2 separate regions of the Sus scrofa genome follow, and region 1 is linked to region 2. A link is a contact called in public HiChIP or PLAC-seq data. All regions are on one chromosome and are shown on one strand. The core of a region is the stretch at or near the end of the contact, and the rest is flanking DNA. Distances in the headings are between cores, read along the strand shown. Region 1 has its middle 190 kb from the start of TM2D1. Region 2 has its middle 74 kb from the start of TM2D1.

Evidence for each region. HiChIP or PLAC-seq counts read pairs in DNA pulled down with a chosen protein or histone mark.
Region 1: an H3K27ac HiChIP or PLAC-seq map of skeletal muscle shows a contact between it and region 2, with 8 times the contacts expected there. The contact joins two enhancer-like sites. A contact is called at or near these places in 4 of 47 Hi-C or Micro-C datasets (heart right ventricle, retroperitoneal adipose tissue, skeletal muscle and 1 more) and 1 of 2 datasets of contacts at active chromatin or transcription factors (skeletal muscle).

The regions. Positions count from the first base shown.
Region 1 is chr6:150,798,467-150,802,552 of Sscrofa11.1, forward strand. No RefSeq gene overlaps it. Among named protein-coding and RNA genes, the nearest start is that of TM2D1, 190 kb to the left of the region's middle. Within about 2 kb of position 1,640, at least 8 of the 83 cell types and tissues checked have an H3K27ac peak or open chromatin away from gene starts, as enhancers often do. A contact at or near this core is called in skeletal muscle, where this site is marked.
Region 2 is chr6:150,687,891-150,691,627 of Sscrofa11.1, forward strand. No RefSeq gene overlaps it. Among named protein-coding and RNA genes, the nearest start is that of TM2D1, 74 kb to the left of the region's middle. Within about 2 kb of position 1,306, at least 38 of the 83 cell types and tissues checked have an H3K27ac peak or open chromatin away from gene starts, as enhancers often do. A contact at or near this core is called in skeletal muscle, where this site is marked.

The sequences.
Region 1 (4,086 bases), core at 390-2,889, 110 kb after region 2:
GATCCAGTTTGCCTGGTGAACCGTGAGGAGACAGCTGCTGAGACTTCCAGGAGAGAAGTTTCCCCTTTCTTCAATCATGACAACTGCAAGAGACCAGTCTTCCTCCTTTGAAGCACATAATATACAAGGGGGAGGCCAGAAAACACCGCCGTCATTCTTGCTACCTGAAAGGGAGGGAGAGGGAGAGGGAGAGGGGAGCCGAGGCCAAGAGGAGGCAGAGTAGCAGATAAATCGACACAAAGCCGTGAGAGCATCCAGATTGTCCCACCCCTGACGTGTCATCTTGGCTTCTTTTGGATTGAGCTGATACGAAGGGACCGTCTTCACTTTGCATATGAGAAACTGAGGCTCAGAGAGGTTGACTGGTTTCTCAGAAAGAGCCGTGTCTAGAACTGAAGCACGTACTCCTTTACGTCAAGTCTAGGGCTTCTTCAGTGTTTTAAAAGATGAGTTCCCCAACCTTAGGTAAGCAGTACCTTTTCCTCTTTACCCAGGAAAAATAAGCAGGCACCCACCCCTTACAAGATTTATGGAGAAAAGGCCAGAAGAAATGGAAAAGAACAATACAGCCATTGTAACAGAAAGGTCTGTATCAAAGCCAGGAGAACCAACAGAACTGGAAATACCCAATCTTGGGCATTCAGAACACGTTTATTAAAAATGTTGATTGATTTATTAGAAAGCAGGGAGGCCATTTTTAGTTTTTATAATTAGTAGAGACCGCAAAAGAGTCCCATTAAGATGCAAAGATCTGTGGAACAAATAAGAAATGTAATAAAAAGTAAATTAAAGCATAAAACATTAACTCTGAAATAGAAGGTAGACATCATTTCATTCTACTTGCCACTAACGGGGACATTCTTTTACTGCCTTCCTAACAGATGGCCATCCTGTCTCTGTTTGAATACCTCCAACGATGGAGAGCTCACTGTCTCGTAAGGCAAGCAGTTTGGTTTTAAATTACACTATAACCTGATTTAATAAATGAAAAATTAAAAATACAGAAGAGCAAACCCAGTAGAGTCGCATGATATCTTATAGTCTTTTAACTTACTTATAGTATTTTAATTTTCATTTTTCTTCACAGTATTTCCTATTGTCTTATACATCTTCCCCTGATTTGGCAAACAGCTTTGTATATTCTATGTTTTCTATCTTGGAAGAGAGATGGCCAAGAAGAAAACAAAAGAGAGTCAGGGTCTAAGTCATAGATTTAGGGATTTAGAATATAAAGCCAGACTATCCCATCTTCAGAACAAAACAGTATCAGCAACCACAAAAAGATTCACCAGACTGGAGAAGGTAAAAAGAAATTCACAGAAGAAACACAGAGAGCACGTACATAGTGAGATGCCTGCATCCCACCCCTGGAACCTTAGGTCGAGCGCCAAGTGAGAGGAGACAGCAGAAATTCCAGGCAGACTTGAGGAAGACAAGAGCCCTCTCTCTTTTTCTACCCTAGAGTAGAAACAGCCAAGTAAGCTGTCTACGGAAACAGCCTTGTCATGGCCCATACTTTCCCATAGCACAGCACAGTAGGGATGGAGGGAAGTTTCCAGAGCACAGAGAAAGATGGGGCCAGAGCTCTTGCTGGTGGGTGGATGTGGAATCCACGGTGACCTGCACCGGCTCATGATGTAAGACCACGTAGAAGTGGCCAACACCTCGGTGAGCCAATGGAGGTGACTAATGACTCTGCCTACCCCTCTGCCAGCACTATGAGCTATAAACTTCCCCAGAAAGCGGCGGGGGGCGGGGGGGGCGCAACATTTTTTTTGGCTTCCCATAACCAAACCCCTTTCTGGGATTTTGATGGAAGCCCGACGGAGAAGTGTTCCCTCCTTCTGCTACCCTTCTCCCCTGCTGGAGTGAGGCATGTGACCTGTGATCACTCACTGAAGGTTTCTATCCGGAGGATTGATTCTTGAGCCAGAGGAATGACGAGACTGGCTCTCTTTGTTACTGGCTGTGGCCACATCCTGGCCAGTGTTTCCTGCTGCCTGGCCTTGCTGGGTTCCTGATAATTGTCCAAACCCGTGAGCTATCCAGTACCTTCCAGCAAATTCTTCTTTTATGAAAATTAGTCCGACTCTGTTTCTGTTCTTTACATTTTCCCAGTACAGAGATTTGTACCAAGGAGTATGCTGCAGGCTCTTCAGATGGGAAAGGCTTTAAGGTAGAAATCTGGGATGGATTATATTGCCTTAGGGGGGTGTCGATGACAACAATCATCTTTTTTAGGATTCAGAGATAGGAATTTGGAAGCCCCTGGTTCATGGCAGCTGAACATCTTAAGGGGATCTGTAGTCATTTGCACGAAGGGCTCAAGAAGAGCAAGGCTTTGAGACCACTATTCTGGGACACTGTACAAGACCGGAGGAGTTCAAGGACTGTAGGAAAATGTGGCTGCTTCCACTGGCCTTGGTTAGTTTACCAAAAGGGAACAAGTTTAAACCCCTCGGATGCTCCATTTAAAACATATATTAACACCGAGGAACTTACCATGGCAGTGCTAAATGAGAGACTGGAAAACAAATTCAAAGTAAGATCTGAGGTTTGTAGAATTCCATCAGTGGACTTCTCAGCTTTGAGACATCTCTCCAGAGAAACTTAAAGCACAGATAGGCTGAGACTTGGAATGAGGGTATAGGAACAGGAAGGACTCAGACAACTCACAGACGCTGCCCCGTCAGCCACGGTGGCCCTTCTCCTTTACTGATGACTCTTTGTTTTTTGCTCAAAGATGCTATTAACTCCCTTACTCGAAAGAGTTACACTGATAGTAGAGGTATTTATATATATAATATATTAATATATACTATATATATATATTTTTTTTGCCATGCCCACAGCATAAGGGAGTTCCAGGGCCAGTGACTGAATAGCAATGACCCACGCCACAGCAGTGACAACACCAGATCCTTGAGCCGACGAGCCACACGGGACCTCCAAAGAAGTCTGTTTTTATGATCTGCATTACAGCAATTCTCCTTTGTCTTTAGGGTCAGAGCTAGAATACCCATGGGGAGGTGGGCAGTAAAAAAGTCAAACCTGCAAGTAGAGGGCATATAACAAGAAACTTGCAAAACTTTGCTAATTTACACCTTCAAAGATCTGGGGAATCTGTGTGGCAATGAATTCTGCAGGCTCTTGACTAAGGACAAAAGAACATAATTTTAGACCACATTGAAGTCGTTGACATGGATGCACTGAGCAGAGCCTCCAGATTTTGTTGCAAATTCGAACAGCTGGGAGTAGACACCGTTGTTTGTTCAGTTGGTTGACAGGAATCTGGACTCAATGGTGGCCAACACTAAACAGAGTTGAGATGTCATAAATTCCTTGATATCAAGTAAAGGAAAGAATCCAGACTCTGAGAGATAGGAATGCTGGAGTGAATTTATCATGTGCAACTTACCCTCTCACTCCCTAACTATGTCTCCCAGGAGAGCACAGAGGACATCCCCTTCGCCAAAGTCTTGAGAAATACTTTTCTGGAGGGAACACCAGTGCCTTCATCTTCGCCACTGCTATCTGAAGCCTAGGGATACTGATGGAAGCTGCAGTTCCCATAGGGTCCCTGGATCAGGGTTGTGGGGGTGGGGGGAGGAAGCCAGGGCAGGACTGGCCACACAGTAGCTTTTCAAATGGCAGAGGTGGGCGCTGAAGGGAAAATCCTTCCCATCCCCTCCTTGGAGATCTGTGGCTTTAATTAAGCCAATGAGATTTTTCCAACCCAGAGCTCTGAATCTTTTATCAGATGTTTCTTTTGCAAATATTTTCCCCCGGTCTGTGGCTTGCTTTCTCATTCTTTTGACATTGTCTTTTGCAGAGCAGAAGTTTTTAATTTTAATGAAGTCCAGCTTATCAATTATTTCTTCCATGGGCTGTGCTTTTAGTGTTGTATCTAAAAAGTCATCACCAATGCCAAGGTCATCTAGGTTTTCTTCCACATAATCTTCTAGGCGTTTTATAGGTTTGCCTTTAATATTTAGGTTTATGGTTCAGTTTGTGTTCATTTTTGTGAAAGGAGTTAGGTCTGTACAGAGATTCACTTTCTTTGCATGTGGATGTCAGTTGTTACAA
Region 2 (3,737 bases), core at 56-2,555:
TTGTAGCCTACAAACCCACAAGTTCAAAGACTGCCTTTTAGGCTTAAATAAAATGAATCCATAAGTTTAGCAACCGGTTGGCACCAACCCCAGGCGGCATTTGATTTTTGGAGTAAAGCAGCAGGAGCAGCTGCCTTAGCCCCTAGCAGGGGCTGGGACTGAAACTCAGGGACGGGACCACAGGTAGGTGGGGTAGTCAGCTTCCGCCAGAGAGAGCCAATCAGCTAAGCGTATCTGTGCTGGTCAAGCCGCAGTCCCGCAGAACAATTCTCTGGCTTTTGTAAACAAACGTCAGAGAGAAGGTCACGAAAATTTAGCCCCAAAGCAGTACTACCACCAACAAACTTGTTGGGGCGGGAGGGGAGTTGCGGGGGGAGGAGGATTGAGGAGGGGAACCTCGCCAAGCCTCAGCTTACTCATCCGCAAATTAAGGGCATCAGATGTAATGAGTGTTTTTGTTTGGTTTTTTTTGGGTTTTTGTAGGGCTGCACTTCTGGCATATGGAAGCTCCCAGCCTATACACCACAGCTTTATGGCAAGGTGGGATCCTTAACCTACTGAGTGAGGCCAGGGATCAAACCCGCCTCCTCATGGATACTAATGGACTTCTTAACCTGATGAGCCACAAGGGGAACTCCAGATGAGTGGTTCTTAATTAGTGCTACCCACATTGCAAATGGACCACTGGACTAGTCTAAGATGGTGCAGGATTTTTGTAGCAATTACTAGCCCTTAACAAAATGTCTGATTACTCACATTTATTCCTGGGTGGGGGGTGGGGGGCGCATTTGTTTTTATCACATTAGGTCTCTTGCTTAATTGAGTGTATTATCCTGTGTGTTGGATTCATTTGTTTGTTCATTCATCCAGCAGTTGGGCACAGTGACTCTGTGCTGGCCCTGAACTGGGATCAGAAATAGCCCAAATAGGGCTTATATTTAACTAGTGAAATCAATTCGTAGGTTATAAGAGGAGGCCTGAAGTCTTTTCTCCTCCAAATACGAATCCCGGCGCTGCATCCGATATGCTGCTCTGGATCTGGTGATGCAGATCTCTACCTGCCGAGTCCTGACCGCCAGCTCCTTACACGCCGCATTCTGATTGGCCGGGAAATTCACCAGCAGTTGTCCCCCAACCCCACCCCCATCCCACCCGGTTTCCGCGGCAGAAGAGGGATCGGCTTGAAGTACCTTCTGCTTCCTGTAGGTGGAGCCAAACCCCCTGGCTGAGAGGCTGCGGCCCCGCCGACGCTTCTCAACCCGCCTTCCCTCTCCTCTCTCGGGAGGCCTCCCTCCACGTCCCCACCAACCCAGTGCGTCGGAGGGGAAATCGTGCCAGACTAGGAGACGGCTGCCAGGTTCCTCTCAAGTCTTGGCTTAACAAAGGAAAGCAAATTACAAAAATGGAAATTTTCAAACCAGCGTTCAGTGGTATTCAGATCGACGTTTGGGTAGCACGCAGGCACAGACCGCATTCGTGCTATTTTGTGATTAAAATGATACCGAAAATACCGCCTTGCTTGGGTTTTCTTCTACGACGACCTGTTTCCCTCCCTCTTCTCATTTCCCCCCTTTTTTTTTCACGGAGGGGCAGCCCCCCCTGACCACTGCAGAACCGCTAACATCTGTTGAAATCTTGCTTCTCCTGACTTTTCTAAAGAGTTGAACTTGAAAAATGCCTGCGCTTTTCAGTCTGGAAAAAAAGCCAGATAAAGAAGTTTCTAGGCACCTTCCCAGGGCGTCCTGCGTTTCGCGTAAGGCGCTCTGAGTTCTCTGACAGAGCATCAATCGTCTTTGCATTTCACCTCGATGCGAGGACAACACCTGAAGGCGAACCCTGCCAGAAAAGCAGGCTACCTTGTTCCCCCCTCAGCTTGAGCTGTGCGCTCCGTCTCCTCCTTTAAAAATGGGTTTAAAGTGGCCCTTGAGTTGGGTCTTGAAGGATTTTACTTTAGGCTGGAGGGGTGGTTTTTGTTTTTGTTTGTAAACCTGCCCGCGTCCTCCTTGCTAATTTCTGCAGTTGCTAGACCGGCTCTGTCCCAAGTGGGTTTGTGAGAAAGGCCCTCCCATTGTTTGCACCCCCTACCCCCCCACCCCACACTGCACCGTGGTGTTGTGTTTTTTTTCCTCCTTGGAAGCTTTGACTGTCTCCTTCTTACACAGCTGTGTTTGCAGTGCCTGGAGACAGGTGGGGGGCAGCCTCTAGGCCAAAGCTGCCAATTCTCTCTCTAAGGACTGTCTGAATAGCTATTAAAATTTAAAGATCTCTCTCTCGCTCACACACACACACACAAACACGCTTTTTTCCCCCCCCCCCACACACACTTTTTTGGTGGCGTGGTCACTCACTAAGTCTGTTTGTTGTTTAGGAGGGGCTGTACCAGTAGCCAGACAGAGTCTAGAGGTCGCAGCCATTCTATTCTCTGTATCCTCCAGCCCACATAAGCATTACCTTGGGCCACAGCCTCATCTTTCTAGGCACCTTGGAAAACTGGGTCCAGTGGCCTTAGCTGGGTTGTGAGAAAGAGGACCACTCATCTCAACAGATAAATGTGAGCCATCTCCAGGCAACAGTCACAGTATGGGGATGTTGTGGGTTGGGGCCCATGCAAATGAGAGTTCTCTACTTGGTCAAAGGAGAGCAGAACGCTTGGACTAGATGGGTAGTGATGGCCAGACTTTGAATGGAAGCATGGCTTTCTGACACAGGATCAGACACCCTGTGGTTTCACCCCGATGGCTCTAGTTCTGAGTACCCAGAGTCCTCTAGGGACATCCTCTTAGAATTTCTCCCCCCTCCTTGCTCTACTTCACAAACTCTTGTTTGTCTTTCAAGAATTCTCAAATGCACCCCCCTTGAAGTCTTTCATAGCTATGCCTATGTGCCACTCGCCCTGAAGAATTAATCATTCTGTCATCTGTTCAATATAACTCTATTGCTTGAGCTATGTGACATACGACACTGTATTATGCATATTTTTATGCCTCTTTCTCCCTTGATAGAATATATACTCTTTGCCAAGGCAGGGAACATGTCTTATTTACCACATACCCCTCACACTAAAAATGCTCCGGAAAAAAAAAATCTCGTGGTCGAACAAATAAACATCCTTTGTTTTTAAATGCTTTCAAAGGGGAAATTTGTTTTCTTTCAAGTTCTTCTAAGTCAATGGCCAGACATCTATGACTGTAGAGATGAAAGTAAAAATTTTAAGTTTAAGTCTGATTTTAATAGCTCAGAGACGTTCTTTTGCTTATGGTAAGGAAAGTTTGATATGCATGTAGGTGGAAAATTTCTATATCCCCACCATCTGATTAATGCATCTGTTCTTACAAAATCCAGTGAGAACAGAATATCACTGCAGATCTGGGAGCTTGTAAGAATGATGTAGTCCTATCATTTCGTGTCGCTCTATGAGTTATACTAACGAGTTGTTATTTATTAGACTGTCTTCCTTAAGTTGCTCAAGCTAGAAACCTGGGAATGTCCTTGGAACTTCCTTCTCCATCACTTCCCACGTCCAGTTATCTCCAAGTCATGTCATTTCTCCCAACTATCTCTCAGATTCGTCCACTGTTTTTCATCTCTGCCATTGTGCCATTCCAAGCCATTATCACTTTCCACCTGGATGATTGCCAAAACCTTCTAGTTAGTCTTTCTGCTTCTTGTCTTGCCTGCCTCCCATCATGTCACTCCCTGGCCAACCACTTCTCAATGGCTGCACTTAGCATAATCCT